2 separate regions of the Gossypium hirsutum genome follow, and region 2 is linked to region 1. A link is a contact called in public Hi-C data. All regions are on one chromosome and are shown on one strand. Each heading gives the region's core, a stretch centred on a gene start, on an enhancer-like site or on the middle of the called end of the contact. The rest is flanking DNA. Distances are from core to core; before and after follow the strand shown. Region 1 holds the start of LOC107915615 (chromatin structure-remodeling complex protein SYD). Region 2 holds the start of LOC107913646 (probable serine/threonine-protein kinase At1g54610).

The links. Hi-C and Micro-C count contacts between places; a contact is called where the count stands out from the background.
Region 2: a Hi-C map of leaf shows a contact between it and region 1, with 2.2 times the contacts expected there. The contact joins the promoter of LOC107913646 here to the promoter of LOC107915615 in region 1. A contact is called at or near these places in 2 of 34 Hi-C or Micro-C datasets (leaf and seedling).

The regions. Positions count from the first base shown.
Region 1 is chrD10:48,154,052-48,156,836 of Gossypium_hirsutum_v2.1, forward strand. LOC107915615 (chromatin structure-remodeling complex protein SYD) reads right to left here and starts at 1,299. Exons shown (of 33, transcript XM_041102420.1): 1 at 1,149-1,299; 2 at 575-695; 3 at 394-455. The coding sequence starts at 682.
Region 2 is chrD10:48,433,237-48,435,996 of Gossypium_hirsutum_v2.1, forward strand. It overlaps LOC107913646 (probable serine/threonine-protein kinase At1g54610), which reads right to left and starts at 1,356. Exons shown (of 7, transcript XM_016842296.2): 1 at 545-1,356; 2 at 162-446; 3 at 1-73. The coding sequence starts at 916.

The sequences.
Region 1 (2,785 bases), core at 49-2,548:
AGAGTACACTTCAGTTCAAGCTAGAAAATTTAACCATGAAATTCTGGAGTGAGATATATAAATTTAAACAGCAATTGTCACATACATGAACAACGTTAAATTTAAACACATTTACTATAATTCAAAAGCTAGAAAATAAATGATCTTCCATCCATTTAAAGGTAATCAAAACTAGATTACTAGACTTAAGGTGTCAATTGATGATCAAAGCAAACAATGCGCAATCAATCAAATTTATTTATTAAATCCACCATTATCTGAATTAACTCATTCGCCAAATTGCTATCTCCATCTAGATGAAATAACTTCGGCACATTCTCTCACTAGGTTACAAGATCCAATGTATTTTATATGAAGATTTAATGAACCTCAAAGTCTCAAACCATGCGTCACCTTGATATTACTTGAAATGGCATTGAATGTTCCTTCCCACTAGATTTCATGTGTTGCAATATCTAAAACATTCGTAAATAATAAGAATCAGCTTCCACATAAATGATATTAAAACTTAGAGCTAACTCTGTTACTACCGCACAATAAATACCACTTAATTGACCCAAAAAAGTACCCATACCACGTAAAGTTTTGTTGCCAGCTTTGAAGGCTCATCTGTAGAATCTTGTATGAGCTTATGCAGAAACTTTGCCGCCTCTAACTCCACATTATGTGAAGAAGACGCCATCTCCTCCTATGAGCTACAAAATCAATAGCCAATAATCAAGCAAAAATTTCAATCTCTGCTTTCTCACACCAATTTTGCACTTGGATAACAATAGTAATTTCCAACAGTCATCTGATTCCTTAGAAAAAAAAACAAAATTTCGGTCCCACATGTAATCATAAACAAGCTCAAGATCAATAAATTAAAACACCAAAGCACTGATAAAGGGACGGAGACTTAAGATGTCCTGGTTCAGTAACACATATTTCTCATGGAAGAATATCCAAAGCTGAAAATCAGAAAATTAAGCTCCCATACTATCTTATCCGACACAGTACTGTGGATTTCAACAAAAAAAATCTGTTTGTTTCTCGAGAAAATGTTCGTTCCTTTCTGCGGAAATTCTATTTCAGCGGCGAACAAAAAGAAAACGAAACCCTAAATGAAGGAAAAATGGTTAGAAAAACAAAAAAATAAATAAAATTACCTGTTCCAATATCGAAGAGCTTAAAGGTCAGCTACATGTAAAGAATGAAACTTCTTTAATTTAAAAAAGAAAAAGGAAAGAGGAAAAATAGAGAGATTTTTTTGGTTTTGCAGGAATGAGAAAAACAAAGTGTAAACAAAAGGTTCTTCCCAGACACGTACTTTTTAACTCGCATGTGCCGAGTTTCTTCTAATGCAAATTACGCATTTACCCCTTCAGTGCTTTTGTATTGTATTTAATTCTTGGGCCAAATGCCTAGGTGTTCGCGCTGGGCTAATTATCAAATTGTTTTACCTATATACACCAATTTATTTAGAAAATAAATTTTCATTGCTATTTTACATTTAAATATTAATTAATAATTTTAAATTAAATTATAATATATTTACATGTCCTACAACTTTACTTTAATCTTATAATAATACTTAAATGTGAATATAATTTATAATTATTTTTTTAATTGAGTTACCATCTACTTTGTGACTAATAAATCTAAACTGTGCCGATTGAGTCTTGATTCGATTAGTATGGGCATTGTTGTTAATACAGGAGAACATGGGTTCGAATGTACTGAAGCGCATTATCCTCCTATTTATAGATTAAGGAGGGGTTATGAATAGTCCTAGACATTGTATCAAAAAAATAAATATAATCAAAACTTATAATAAAATTATTTTTTTTAAATCTAAACGCTACTAATTTACCTTTAACTTTTTTTTTGGTAGGATAAATTACTTAACTTTAATATAATACTTAGTTGTGTTTATAATTTGTTTTAATTCTATATATGAAATACTAATTTGATTTAATTTTCACAAATCACTGATAATATTATCGAATTAACATCATTTTATTGATATATTCCACACTCAAACAATTATATTAATCCAATATGAAAATAAATATATGTATTCATTTCTTTAAATGTGTACAATTGAATCAAAATCAAAGTTCATGTATACATATGAACTAGAATTCAATTTTTAGACATATAATTGCACATTGGGCAAAAATTAATGTATAAATTTGATATTTACACCATATTTTACGCTTAGAGTTATATTCAAGTAATATTTCTATTTTAAAATTAACAAAAATTTATTTAAATTAAAATTTTTAAAATAATATTTATAAATTAAACTATGATTATTTTTAAATGTATAACTATCACAACTTTTATTAAATTATAATTTTTTAAATAAAAATTATAATTTTTTTTGAAATAAACTCTGAGACTTTTATTATAAAATGGGTCCTAGCCCGTTGAAAATTACGAAAACCCAATAAAACAAAAATCAAAATTGGGTTCACAAATCCTATAAAAACAAAAGCCTAAACCTAGCCCAAAAAACCAAAAAGACCTAAGTCCACCAGGCCCCATTCTGAAAACCCCCAATGCCCAGCATAGGTATCCAAACCCCCAATGCCCAACATAATTATTTTGAAATGAATAATTACCGCATCTTCTAATTTATACACTTTTCAACTAATAATTTTAAATTAAATATTATGATTTTTTAAAATTTTAATTCAGCACCTTAATTATATCCTTTTTCTCATATTAGTATGTAAATTTTTTAAATAACAAATGATATTTAAATTAGGTTATTTTTCTCAACTTGGTACATCCATTAATT
Region 2 (2,760 bases), core at 106-2,605, 280 kb after region 1:
TATCACGATGCAATACATGTCGGTTGTGACAATGTTCGAGCCCCGATAACAACTGATGCATATAACATTTTACCTGTCCATATCAGCAGAAATCAAAACTCTATCCATAACTTAATTCAAAACCAGCATAAGCAATAAGGAAGAAAAAGTATTTATTTTACCTGAGACTCGGTGAACTTTATAGCCGGACTAGCAGCGAGTCCGGCCAAATCGTGCTCCATATACTCAAATACAAGATACAAACTACATGACATTCTCGAAGTCACCAATCCTTCTAATTTTATCACATTAGGATGATCCAATCGGCGTAAAATCTTAATCTCCCTAGCCATGAACTTAACACTTTCCGGCTCCAAATTATCGAAACGAACTTTCTTTAATGCAACAATCTTCCCACTCAAAGTATCCCTAGCTTTGTACACATTACTGTATGTTCCTTGACCAATCTAAACAGTCAAATTCACAAAGCTATGTAAGTAATTACATAGGAGCAAAATACTACTAATAAATACATAAATGAGGCTATGAGAAGAAGTTAAGGCACCTTATCAATCTTCTCAAAAGAATCAGCACGGCGAGGAGTCCAGCCGCTGATGGCTTCACCGGCGACGATAGACAGCCAAGATGGCCAGCCGGCGGCGACTTGTTCGCCGTGGACGTGCTTGGGTGGGTTACTCAGCCGTGGATTCGGCCGTGAAGACCGCCTTTTCGCTCTTGCTTTCGCTGCAGCGGTGGCGGCAGCAGCTGCTTCTTCTTCCTCCGCCTTCTCCTCCTCCACCCTCTGGCTGTTACTTCCATCTCTAACAACCTCTTCACCCTTCTCCGACCTTTTGGAAACCCTACCAACTTCCTCTCTCTTCCTTTCTTCCCTCCCTACCGGTCTCCCTGAAACCTCTCTCCCAAACACACACCCCATAGTTCACTCATATCTCCTCTCCCTTCCCCTCGCATTCCCACATTTTCTCACACTTTATCTCCATCCAAACACAAAACCCTAAAAAAAATTTCTGAGAGATTAATTCAGAGAATGTAGTAATGAAATGTGTGTGACCCAACTTTCTTTATGACCCCCCCCCAAAAAAAAAAGCAAAGCTTGCAATGATTTTTTTTTTAAAAATTAAGACTTAAGTCCCACAAATTGTGGCACAGTCAACAAATTTCAGCTATAAAAAGCTGATAACAGTAAAATTCAACTACCCTTTTTTTTTCTCCTTTTAGATTTGAAGAATTTCAAGAAATTTAAGATTTTTTTTTAAAATAAAGATTTTTTGGATCTGTTTCTACTTTCTGCTTTCCAGTGTTTATTTTTTTTAATTACTTATTTATTTTGCACTGGTCATTATTTCTTTGACTCTCTTTCAGAAAGATGAAAATTTTGTTTTTTAGGGGATTTAATTAACTGCGGGAGATTCGGTGTTATGAGGAAGTGTAACCAATCATAATTTGCCACGTTGAGAGGGAATGATTGTGATTTTATCATGCGGGGTTTGGGTTGTGACGTGTAAGAATATGATTGGATAAGGTGGTGGAAGAGATGTAGTGGGTTCCACAAGTCAGTGGTGTCTCTTCGATTTTGTTCCTCTTTCAGGTGGAGTACTTGGCCCCGTGCTTAACTGGGGAGCAACCGTGAGCCACTCAAAATCTGCCACTTGGATTGTAAAGAAAATCTTTGTCTAGAAAAGAGTATATTCCTTTTTTTAATTTATTTTTTCATTAAATGTGATCATGTAAATATGGCTTAAATACAAATTTAACCCTCAAATTATGTTGCTTTTTTTGACAAAAGTAGTACTAAATTATTAATCTCGCCTCATTTTAACTCAAAACACTATATCTATCAATAAGAATGCAGCATTTGACATATTCTTATTAGACGTCATACACGTTTTAAGTACAATGAAACAAAATTAATAGTCTATATATCACTTTTGATAAATAAAAAAACTTTTGATACATAATTGAGAAAATTGATATAATTTTGGGGTCAATTTCATAATTAAACCTATAAATATTACATTAATTAAATTGGATTAATGGACCCACCTAATGAATTTTGTTCAATTCTTAAAGAAAATTTTTAAATGATAATAAAGAGTGTGAGTTATTATCATATCTATTTATGGATGAAGTTGAATTAAATTCAATTGCTTTCTATAATTTTATATAAAGGTTTAATTTTTAAAAAAATAAAAGATTGAAAAATTGAAATTTATTTAAAATTAGATTAAAATAATTTTATTAATTACCTAATATTTTGGATGTGACCTAATTGAACTTATACTTAAAAACCTTAAATAAAACTCAATCTAAATTTAGTTGAATCTATCTTACCAAGCAAGTATATGATACTTCAACCAATATATCTATAACATTATTCTTAAATCATAGTACACCTTTTATATATATTATATATATATATCATATTAGACATTAATGTATGCAAATGAGAAAAATAATGTCCATCACTTTATCAAAATTTATTTATTCATTTTTTTAGACAATGATTTTCTAGTTTTTTTTTTTTTGGTTAAAATCTTAATATTATGAGCTACATTGAACCGACTGAATCAAAAATTGATGGTCCAACTGATTGAACTGATGACATATAATTGAAAATAATTATACATTTTTTGAATCGATAAAAGATAATAATAAAAAATTGAGCATTGAAAAAACTAAAGTTTTTAATTATATTTCCGTTGATTTTTTATCTTTGTTTTGTTTGTGAATATATATTTTTTAATTCTTCTTATCTAGCAT